2 separate regions of the Arachis hypogaea genome follow, and region 1 is linked to region 2. A link is a contact called in public Hi-C data. All regions are on one chromosome and are shown on one strand. The core of a region is the stretch at or near the end of the contact, and the rest is flanking DNA. Distances in the headings are between cores, read along the strand shown. Region 1 holds the start of LOC112703060 (S-adenosyl-L-methionine-dependent uroporphyrinogen III methyltransferase, chloroplastic). Region 2 holds the start of LOC112703057 (small ribosomal subunit protein eS17z).

The links. A called contact is a pair of places that touch in the nucleus more often than the background predicts.
Region 1: a Hi-C map of leaf shows a contact between it and region 2, with 1.8 times the contacts expected there. The contact joins the promoter of LOC112703060 here to the promoter of LOC112703057 in region 2. A contact is called at or near these places in 2 of 8 Hi-C or Micro-C datasets (leaf and an unstated tissue).

The regions. Positions count from the first base shown.
Region 1 is chr7:52,662,060-52,668,244 of arahy.Tifrunner.gnm2.J5K5, reverse strand. LOC112703060 (S-adenosyl-L-methionine-dependent uroporphyrinogen III methyltransferase, chloroplastic) reads left to right here and starts at 3,741. Exons shown (of 6, transcript XM_025754367.3): 1 at 3,741-4,070; 2 at 4,487-5,443; 3 at 6,034-6,111. The coding sequence starts at 4,886. LOC140174231 (a long non-coding RNA gene) reads right to left here and starts at 2,108. Exons shown (of 3, transcript XR_011863486.1): 1 at 1,940-2,108; 2 at 1,794-1,848; 3 at 1-237.
Region 2 is chr7:52,430,552-52,436,809 of arahy.Tifrunner.gnm2.J5K5, reverse strand. It overlaps LOC112703057 (small ribosomal subunit protein eS17z), which reads left to right and starts at 4,744. Exons shown (of 1, transcript XM_025754365.3): 1 at 4,744-5,623. The coding sequence starts at 4,824. The coding sequence ends at 5,258.

The sequences.
Region 1 (6,185 bases), core at 2,492-4,991, 230 kb before region 2:
CCTGCGAAGTCAAGACTGGCCGGAGAATATTTACATATATATATACATACATATCCAAAACCCAAAAGTACATATACACAATCCTGCCTCTCTATAAACCTCTAGGAGGATCAAAAGAACAACTTATACGGAGAGAAAACGAAGTACATATATACACATCATAGCATAACAAAATAACCCTGTAACCACTCCGCTTCAAGGGTCCAGACGCCTAATGAGATGCCTCTCGACCTGCATCTGAAAAACAACAACATAGTATGGAATGAGAACCGGAGGTTCTCAGTATGATAAAGGTACCACACACATAATATATAAGGTCCTGGGAATGCCAAAGGCAATCCTAGAACGCCGACACTCAGATTATAGAGCTTAAAGTATTAAACAGAAGCCATAAAGGGTTGTTTACTAAGGATATTTAAACCTACTTACTTAACTTAACCTTAAATCTAAATCACATTCTGCCATTCCTCCTTACCTCCAACTCCATCAAGCATTTTCACAGACAACTAAACAGACAAAGGCAAGCACAAGAATGTTATAAGTACTGTAAATAACAAATATACATTTAACATGGCAAGTACATTTAGGCACACCCAATTAATACACAAGCAAGTAATTCAAGTAATATGCATATGATGCATGCCTGTCCTATGGCTGATGAGGCTCATCTGTCCTATGCATAGCTTTTTCTCAAATAATAAATATTGCTCAATGGGGGTACATTCCTGGGAATTTATATAGTGCCCGGTCACACTTACGTCGTAGGGTCAACAGAGTATTGAGTTTTTAACCTGGTACACGTGGTGGCAAGCCACGATATTTGATCCAGGGAATCTCGTATCTCAGATTATTCAAATTCATAAGCCATATAAATAATTCAATTATAATTCATCAACATCCACATCATTCTCAATCGCATTTCATTCATCATTATACGTCAATCATATTCAATCCTTATCCTTCATTATCGCGCCTCCCATTCCGTCCATCAATAGTTCCAATTCAAAACATAATTCATTCTTTTCTAAATAAATCAAACTTAAAACATGCTCATTTTCTTAATAACTCTAAATCAAATCATATAACCCTTGAATCTAAATCTTTTTAAATAATCATATAAACAAAATCTCTAATTTTTTTTATAAAATTTCGGCAGCATCTTCTCTAAAACTCAGACTTTGCCACCCTTTTCGGGTCCAAACCTGCTTTCTTTTCAATTCAACACACCCTTTCTCATCATCATAACAGTCACCACAATAAATCTACCTCAGATCAACCATTATACTCATATAATATTCAAATCCAACAACCAAAATTCAACTAAGGATCATAGTTCACTAATCCTAGGCTTCTAACACAAAATACCTCAAATCAATAATTCACCAAATTATTAGTTAATCAACAAGCACCAAACCAACCAATTAATAACTAATTATTCAATAAACTTCAACCAAATATATTCATTGATAAATTACTAAACATTAAACATACACCTGCATTCCAACTTATCCTATGGCATCTAACCTAAGTTTTCACGGAACATTATATATTAAATGCAAGAAACCTAAACCATACCTTGACCGATTTCCACGTAACGACCAAAGCAAATTATTTAAAACCAAGGCAGCCCCTTAAAAATTCAACTAATCAGCTTCCTCCAAGTTCCAATATTCACAATTTCAAGTTCCAATTATTTATTCACAACCTAATACACATTTATAACACATATATATCCAATTTAATACTCAAAGCTCAAATTCAAAGAAAATAAAATAGAATTATCGTATCCTCACCTTACCCAAGCTTCACATAAGCAAGAGTAAACGTTTCTCTCAAGCTAATTGGATCCTAAAACATCAGAAATCAAAGAAATTTAACATTCCTACTTAAAATTCGAAAATTGGGGGAAATGAAGGCTGAGTGTAAAATAATGAGTCACCTATAAAATTGTTCCGGTAGAAATGTAAAGCTCGACGCGGTAAATGCGTGGCCGCAAATGGTACGGCGATTGGAGTTCGGACGGAGAAGTTACGGGGATCGGAAGTTTACCGTAACAATTTGACGTTCTTTCTTTCCTCTCCCTGATGCTCTTCGACGCTGCCAAAAATGGGGAGAAGAAGAACGTGGGTTCACTTAAAGGGCTGGTCCGGTTGGGTCCACGGCCCGGTTTGGACCCGGTTCAACCGGTTCGGTCCGTTCGGTCCAATTTTGAACCGATTTTTTCGAAATTAGTGTCAAAATTCTCGTTTCGATGAGCTCTACCCTATTTTGATATAATATTCACATTTCTAATCCTCTTTATTAAAAATTAATTTATTGACTAATTATCTACTAATTTAACCGGGGTTTACAATATTGCTTAAGAAAAAGTGTTTTAGTATATTTTATATTAGAGCAGACGTTATATAACTAATCTTTAAGAAAAATTTTTAGTCCATTTTACTTGAGGAAAATTTTCTTAACTATATTTTACTTACAAAAGTTTTTTTAGTGAGCGTGTGTAATTAATAATACATTAGTGATGATAATTGATCTATAATTTTTTTATCATCATTATCATCTCTTTCAATGTTTTTTGCCTCTAAAATATTTTCAAATTGCTCAAGGATATATTAATTTTATTTAAGTCTATTCTTCTTGTAGATAGGCCTGACAGCATGGACCCTATCTGCGGGTATCCAACTCGACTCAATCTGGTCGGATAGGGTTGCCAACCCGACCCGCTGCGGGTAGAGTTAGGCGCGGAGCGGGTAGAGTCTCAACCCTACCTGCACCCTCCATAATATGTGTTATATATGTTTAAAAATGTTATATATAGGAGTTGAACCAAGGACTTTAAGCATGTGCAAAAAGTTTCTAGCCACTGAAATAAACTTATAAACTTATAAATTTCATTCATTTATTTGATCATTTGTTGTGTATGAGATACTTGTATTATTTATGAGATACCTGTGTCATTATAATGTTTCTTTTTGTCAACCCGCAGTTAGGATCGGATATCCGCAGGTTGAGCGCGGGTAGGGTAGGATTGAATGTTAGTTAAAAACTCAACCCGCGGGTAGGATTAGGGTTGGGTTCAAATCCTACCCTACCCTACTCATTGCCACCTCTACTTGTAGAGAGCAAACAAGTCCATAAATTTGAAGTATGCTGGATGTTGGAGATGTATTACTAGTGGAGGGCAATTTTAAAGAGTGTTTTTGCCCTAAATAGAAATGATGAGAGAACCAAGTTAGATTGGTCTAATAGTTAGCTTACTAGTCTGCTGTCGGGAGTTCAAATTCTGCCTTGTGCATGCAGTAACCTATTGGGTATTGGCCAACGACAAACCTTTAAATGGAACTCAGTACCGCAACAGATTAATTCTTTTCCTGCTAGACTGGGAGATACCGTAGAAAACCAAAAAAAAAAAATGATGAGAGCGTATAAAATCTTGATAAAATATATATAACTATAAATATGGATGGAGAATTAGGATAAAAAGTATAAATTGTAATTAATAATTATTATAAATGATATTTTAGTAAAGAAAATAGTTAAAACTTTTTTACTTTTATTTATTTAAGAAAGACAAAATATTCTTAACTTTTAGAAAAAAAATTTATTTTTTTAAAAAAATATCTATACATATTTAAAATTTGATAAAAATATTTAATTTTTTAAAATACATTTTTTGCTAATAAAAATATATAATTTTAAAAATAAAAATTTATTTAGGACCGGATGAAAATAATAGAGGAATAAATAACCTGAACCATGAGTGTGAGCCAAGGACGCCCTGCCCCTCCCAAAGCCCAAAGGCAAAGTACGCTGTCTCCTCAATCTCCCCAAAGTCCATCATTCTCACACATCACAACGCATTAACACAACTCAACTCCAATTCAAACACTCTCTCTCGTTCTTATATATTACCTTCGAGTCCCTCCTTGCTGCCGTATCCCCTTCTCTTCTTCTTCTTCTTCTTCGTCTCAGAGACACAGAGCCCTAGCGTCTCCAACTTTTCCTCCGCTTCTACTCACAGTGGCACAGAGTGAGCATTGCCATCTCGTTGAGCTTCGTCGCTTCTCTTGGTACTGTTTTCTACTTCTGCTTAATTACATTGTTGTTTTTTCTGTTTAAACCCTTATTACTACTCATGCTGTTTCATTTCGGTAGCCTCTGATAATTTTGAATTGTCTTTGTTGTCGATGATAAATTTATTTCAGTATCCTTAGAATCTAAGAGCTAAAATTTATTATTCTTAGTTGGTAGTTGGTAGTGTTGCTGCTGTTGTTGCTTGATTCTTACATTCTTGTTGCTGATGCTGTTTAATTTTTTTAGCTAATGATTGTTTTGAATTATGTTTGTTTTCCATGATAAATTTATTTTATTGTCCTTAGAACCTAAAAGCAGAAGTTTTGATTCCGGTTTCAACATTCAACCAGAATGTCACTACCAATATTTCGCACAACTTATTAATATTTATTTATTTCTTTATTTGTCTTAGATCTTGCTCGAATTCCCGAATTGGATGAAGAAGATTCTGGTGAAGATTTGAACTGATGTTTATCACAGCTTCATTTCCAAGCATTCTTAGCTTCTTAAAGAATCTTATGACATATTATGAACCTTGTGCTTTTGAGGAATGATTTTAAGTAACATTGGATTGTTGGTGTTGACAAGATACTTTTCATTTTGTTATTGTTATTCAAAAGCTGTGCATCCAATCCAACCCAAACAGCTGGAAATTTGATCGTTATCTGTAGAAAATTTATCCAATCTTAACCAAACCGTAAGGAATATTAGTGTTTGGATCCTTAGGTTTTGGCTCAAACTGATCCAAACTTCACTGTGAACACCTCTACTTCAATCCATCCCGAATCTTTCTCTGTACTAACAACCCCAGATGGCTCTTCACAAATTTGCATCTTTCTCCTCTCTTCATTATTCCGCTTTCACCACAACCCACTACCACCGAGTTTTTTCCATCAACTGCTGCACCACTTCTTCTACTTCTTCTTCTTCTTCATCTTCTTCTCCTTCTTCTTCTTCACCCTTCACAGAGAAGCACTCCATAGAGAGGTTCCAAAGAGACCAATGGCTCTACACCAACACCGCCACCAACAATAAGCCTATAGTGTCTTCCAATTTGGGCTCCATAAGGGAAGATGACATAGCTCTCCAGCTTCCAGAACTAAAGAAGTTGCTTCAGGTGCTGAGGGAGAAGAGGGAGAGTGAAGGGAAGTGTAGCAGTGAAGGAAAATGTGTACTGGGGAATGTATTCTTGGTTGGAACTGGTCCGGGGGACCCTGAGTTGTTGACATTGAAGGCTGTGAGAGTTATCAAAGGTGCTGATTTGTTGCTGTATGATAGGTTGGTCTCTAATGATGTCTTAGATTTGGTTGCTCCTCATGCTAGGCTTCTCTATGTGGGAAAAACTGCTGGCTACCATAGCAGAACTCAGGTACTGTTTCGGTTTCTTTTCAATTTTTCTGATCGGTCTTTATTGCTGAATTGGGAATTTTTCCCATTTTATATATCTGGACTATGTTTTGTTGTAGTAGAGTTTTTTTTTTATCCTTTTCTGAATGGTTATTGCTGAAATTAAAGTATTGACTGTTTGTGTTGATAATATGCATTGATGTTTGTTGTTTACACGTTGGTTTTGGTTTCTTTTAAATTTTTTTATGATGGGTTATGGCTCAATTTGAACTTTTCAAATTTTTTTCTGATTTTATATGTGTACTGTTTTTTTTTTTTTTTTTTTTGTAGTTTGTGTTTGTTTTCCCTAATGAATTCTCTCTTTCACTTGTGTATCGTGTACTGAATGACCGAGATCTCTCTAAAGGAATACTAGTAATTTTATAACAAAATGTAGCGAATTGCGTGGTGAGACATACCGGGTTTCCTATACCCATATCGGGTTTTGTTGTGACTATGTTTTGATCCCTTTATGAAGAGTTCTTGCTTGAGTTAGTTAGGATTTGGTGTTTTAGACCCCCTTTTATATTGATAAAAATGGATTTTTTTTTTTTTTGGGTTGGATTGTGGCAGGAGGAAATACATGAGCTTCTTCTGAGTTTTGCAGAAGCCGGGGCCACTGTTGTGAGACTTAAAGGGGGTGATCCATTGGTAAGTTTCCATTTGGGGTTGTCCGTTGGTGAAGCAATTTGATGCATTGCATTGTCATGGATGATGGACTGTAT
Region 2 (6,258 bases), core at 3,495-5,994:
CCAAAGGTGTGGAGGAGGAGATTTCCGAATGAATGTGCAACTCGGGTGACTCCGTCCGACTAGTTTGTACGAGGAGAGGGGGTGGTACCTGCAAAGACACTCCGATACCTAAGTTAGCAAGAGTGTGAGCAGGTCTAGAGAGTATTGGGCTTAGAGATACCTGAGGGGTGTCAGTGTATTTATAGTGGTGAGCCAATAACCACCGTTGGAGTAGTGCCGTATCTTTTGGGTGTTAACCGTCCCTTTATCTTAGGGAGGTTAAGATATGGCTTGATGAAGCGGTTAGAGAGATTTTAGGGGCGGTTACTCATTCAAATGAGTGTTTATCCGCCAGCTAACCTCATGTCCGACTTCTTCGCAGTAAGTCGTAGTCGACACCGACTTCTTATATGAAGGTCAGCGCTTAGCCAGGCTTAATTCTTCGGATTAGGCCTTTCTATTTGGACCTGGGCCTTTATCATTGGGCCAGGGTATGAACAGTTACATTCTTGATGGCAACTGCATACTTTTCGGAGTTGTACTCAATCACTTTAGGGTTAAGTATGATTTTGGTTCTTAATATATAGGTCGAAAATTTTTTTCGTCTCCAACCTTTGTTTGCACACAAAATCGTCCCTATAATTTAACTTAATTTTAAAATCGTCTTTCGGATCAAAATATGCTTCTCCTTCTTCACCAAAATACCCAATTTCTATTCTTCTTTTTGATATTAATATATATTATTTTAACATTAAATAAAAAATCTTACCATTATTAATATGTATAACAATTAATATATATTGATATTGAAAAATTAATAGTAAAATATAAAAAAAATTGTTAACAAAATTTTTGATAAAATTATAATTTAATAATTAAAAAATTATTGAAGGGTATCTTAGAAAAAAATAATTTAGTTATTAAATTTTTTAAAATATTTTGGTAAAAATACAATTTAATTAATAAAAAATAATTTATTAAAAGATATTTTGGTAAACAAAATTTAAAGAAAAAAATTTTGCTAAAAAGTATTTTTATAAAAAATAATTAATTTTTTTTGTAAAATGGATAAAGTTAACATTAGTTAAAACAAAAAATTTAAAATGGATTAAAGAGGAGGTTTTTTAAAAGTTATAAGAAAGGGGAATATACATTTTATAAAGAGAGTGGATGGGAGTGTTATGTTAGTATGTGGCAGAGGAGGGGAGTGGAATTTTCTCAAAGAAAAATAATGAAGCCATCTCTTCCTTTTTTTTTCTTCTTCAGCAACAACAATGAAGCAGAAGCATAAGCGGAATTGGAAACAAAAGCAGAAACAAAATTGAAAATAGAAATAGAAGAAGAAATAGAAGTAACAGAAGCATCAAAATTAAAAGAACAAAGAACTAGATGCTGAATTTGAAACAGAAACAAAATCAAAAGCATCAAAATTAGAAATAAAAGCAGAATCAAATGCAGAAGTAACAGAAGTAGAAGAACAAAGAATCAAAATTGAAAACAATGTGATTAACAAAATCATAATCATAATCAAAATTTGTGGATTAACAAAATCAGAATCAGAAATATATGATTAGCAATCTGATTAATAAAATCAGTAACAGAAGCAAAATTGAAACCCGAGAAAAATTGGAAATCGCCTGTGGTGGTGATAAAGAAGACCTGGCGAAAGACGTCGTCGTTGCGGCGACAACAGCAAGGAAAGCGAGATTGCGGTTGAGGGTTACTTCAGCGACGATGTGACGCTTGTTGAGGGACTGAGCATGGGCGATGCGGATGACGCTTGTTGAGGTTGACACGGACTGGGTAGACAATGTGACGCTTGTTGAGGGACTGATTCCCAACGACGACGGAAGCTCCAAGCCTCGCCGGCACCGTCCCCCTTTCTTTCCTTTCTTTTTCCCTTCCCCTCCTCCTTCTTTCCTCCCCTTCGCGATTCCCTTTCCCCTCCACTTCCTTTCCCGTTCTTTCTTTTCTTTTTTTTTATTTATAATTTTTTTGGTTAGGGGTAATTTAGTAATAAAAATTAAAATTTTGGTAAAAATAACGATGTTAAAATTAAGTTAAACCGTATGAACGATTTTTTATGAAAAAAAGACTAAAAACAAAAAAAATTTTTAATTTATACCTTAAGAACCAAAATCGTACTTAACCCATCACATTATCTACCAAAAGAAAAGAAAACCTGAACTTTTCACATCCCACCATATCATGGTAGATAGTTAGTTAGTTATAATATAAACAAGAAGAGAAACATGTGACTTTAAGGTTACTAATAAAAGAAATTTTTATAGAAAACATATGAATTCAATTTTTTAATGTATTTATTTTATATTTATCAAGTAAATGGTTAAAAAACCTCTACTTATCAAGTTAGTTAAATGCTAATTCTAAATAATAAAAAGAAGTTTAGAGAGAGATAAGTAGCATATATGTGAGACAAAATCTCACGAATCTATTAATGTCTATGACGATTGGGAATGCAAAATATCCTATAAAAAGGGAAAAGAGTGAGAAGAAAGGAAACATGAATATGAATAATGAAATAGAGAAGGGAAGCATACTTAATTAATTCAATGGAAGTAACATTATGATTAGGAGCAACATCGGAATTAGAAGAACGAACAAAGCGCTATGAAGAATTTAGATCGAAACAGAGGATTTGGGAAAGAAGAGAGGGGGTAGAGGTGAGGTTGAAGATAGAGGGTGGGGTAATTTTGAAATTTTATTAAAAAAGTCAACAAAAAAAATTAGAGTTTGACTACTTTTATCATATGGAATCTATTTTTGTTCGATACGACGTTAGTTTTCTTTTTTAATGGATATTTTTGTTAGCATTTGTAACGTTTATGAGCACAAATAGTTGTTTTCCTTTGAAAATTTTATTATTACACCAATTTCAAATACACCATATTATTACAAAGAATACATAAAAAACTAAGTTATCTTTAAAATAAAAAAATTCTTTAAAACATAGTTATTAGAATTGGATTGGACGCACCAATCCAATCGAAAAATCGATGATTCACAAATTTGGCCGGTTTAGACCGATATAAAGACCGTTTTTGCAATTAGACTTGCTAACGGTGCTGAAATCTATTGAAAACAAAGTAGTTCGCATCGAATCGTAAACATAAATGGAAAAAACAAGATGTATCTTTTAAACTAGTTATATATATATATATTTATATATATATATATATATTTTCTTAATTCAATTTTAATTTTTATTTTGTACTTATTCTTATTTAAATGAATGATATTTGTAATTAATAATTATTCACAACTTTTATAATCAATTTTAAATTTTATTAAATAATTAAAAAAATAATAAAAATATCTTTAATTAATCACAATATACTTTTTTATCGGTATATAATATTTTTTAACAAATATTTAAAGTATAATACAAATATATTAATTAATAAATTATTAAAATCTAAAAATAATAAATTTAATACCAAAAATACTTAAAATACTCATGTTGAAAATGAGTTTTATTTAAATGTTTAATTAGTTCCATTAGTAATTCAATTTTAATAACCTAGTACTCTAGTAGTTTTACCAAGCCAATTATCGGTTTGGTTCTCTGGGTTAAAAAGCCTTCAAAGTAAAAGAATTTACTAAAACACAACAAAAAATTATATCATAATGAATATTCTGATCTCAAAAACGTTTGGTTATAAATATAAATTAAATTTAATTTTAATATACAGTTAGTATAAATTAATTTTATACGTGTATTAAATTATATAATATTATTATATTATAAAAGTAATTATTATTTTTATTGATTATGTACATAATAATTTTAAAAGATGAATGCGATTATATGATTATATACAATATAAAATTAAAATAAAATAAACAAAAGTGGTTGCCAAAGTAACTTCGTCATGGCAGGCCAATGGCCATCTTTACATGTAATTATTTTCGTATTCTCATTATATATAGTACGTATATGATTATGATACAAGGACATTGATATGGATATACGATATAAGATACACTGATAAGTGAATTTTAAAATTTAAATGATAGGAAACATATATATATATAAAATATAAAATATTTTTTAAATATATCGTAATAATATTTTGATATTTTATTGATATTAAAATATAAATAAAAATTTTTAATTATTTTTTGTCTTATTTTAATTATATCAAGTATTTAAATTTTTTTTGTTTTAATAAATAATGATATATATTAAATCTAAATTTATTTTAAGAATATATGTTAAGAGTAAGACTGGACACAAAGACACGTAATAGTATTTAGGTGTATTTAGGCATGTCCGAAAATTTTTTTTGTTTTTTATTAAGATACTGTTGGACACAGCAGACATGTGTGTTGAATAAGTGTCAGTTAATGTCGTGTCCAAAATGTGTTTGACACGTGTACACAATAACTCAGCGAAGTGTCCGTACTTCATATGTATATAGGAGTATAGAATATTCTCATATATATATATAGTATAGATTTTTTTTTGGTATTTAGTATAGATATTATTATTATTATTATTATTATTGTTATTATTATTATTATTTGGTAGGAATGTTTTTTTTTGTTCTTTTTGGTGACACAAACCATGTAGATTTTGTTTTTGTATCCAAACTATGTAGTTTTTTGTCACGATTATTTTGTTCCTTAAACCATGTAGATTATTAATGGTCCATTTTGCTCAACTAATGTAATTTGAGCCGGGTTGGACTAAACCCGGCCCATCACGATCAAACTTAGCAAAACCCTAATTCCCCATATGATACCCTGCCTCCCCCGACTCTCCTCTCTCGTGTTGAGAAGAAGAAAAAGAAGAAGAAGAAGAAAGAAAAAACAGAGAGAGAATGGGGCGCGTGAGAACCAAGACAGTGAAGAAATCTTCACGGCAAGTGATCGAGAGGTACTACTCTCGCATGACTCTTGACTTCCACACCAACAAGAAGGTTCTAGAAGAAGTTGCCCTCATCCCTTCCAAGAGGCTCCGCAACAAGATCGCAGGCTTCTCCACTCACCTCATGAAGCGGATCCAGAAGGGACCCGTCAGAGGCATCTCCCTCAAGCTTCAAGAAGAGGAGAGGGAGCGTCGCATGGACTTCGTTCCTGATGTGTCCGCTATTGACACTCAACACATCGAGGTCGACAAGGAAACCATTGACATGCTTCAGTCTCTAGGTATGTCCGACATCCCTGGAATCACTCAGGTCGATCCCGTTCCTGTTCAGCAGATCCCCTTTGGTCGCCCTGGCGCTGGATTCGGTGGTGCTCAGAGGAGGTACTGAGAAAACAGACAAATTTTCTATGTTTTGGAATTGTATTATCGATATTAGGGTTTTTAATTTGGGGGAAAAGTAATGTTATCTTATATGTTTGAACTTAATACTGGTTTAGTGGAAATGAAGAATTTCTGCGAATTAGGTTTTTGAGGATAAATTTGTGTGGCTTGATTTTAGTTAATATTTGTTATGAACTTATAATTAGAGGCAATATATTGGTGAAATTGTGATGAAACTGAAATATATGCCGATTAGGTTTTGTTACTTAAATTTGTGCATGCTTCACGAATTCTGTGGGGTGTGTTATGCTTGAAACTTATAATCGGTGGATGTTGTGATGCCAAACTTAAAGTATAATAATTTTGTTCAAACTGGTTATTCTTTGTGACGTTTTGCTGGAAACTTAGTGGAATCATAATAGGTTGAGTTATACCATTAATCGTGGTTTAGTGTTTAATTCGTTCATAATTGATATACAGCTGGTCAAGTAGCTGCACGGTTCGAACGAATACTCCGCATTTGCGTTAAAAATCTGAACACGATTTCCAAGAAAAAGTAATCATGTTTTGTCAATCAAACGAGATCGAGATAACTTGCACCTTATATAATTAGCAATTGTTTAGAGCACAAAAGCTAATCTGTGCGTCAATGTGATTTCACGTTATAGCAAATTTTGGTAATCGAAACCCAATCTTTTGCGTTTGCTATGAGTGTTTTTAAAGATGTTATTAGTATAGCAAATATATACCCACTCCGGCTCCGTTTTTGAATGACCACCAGGTTTTCAAACAAAAATAATATTTTTTTGGTTTTAAATATTTAATTTTGTGAGATTGGATGGTTTTTTTGTTAATGAGCTCTTTTCAAAATATATTTATATGATACGTTAATTATTAATATATATTTTATTTAATTTTTATTGGTAAAAGTAATTTAAAAGTTACTAATATTTTTTAGTTTTACACATAAAATTTAGTTAATATATTTAAAAAAATAATAAAAATTA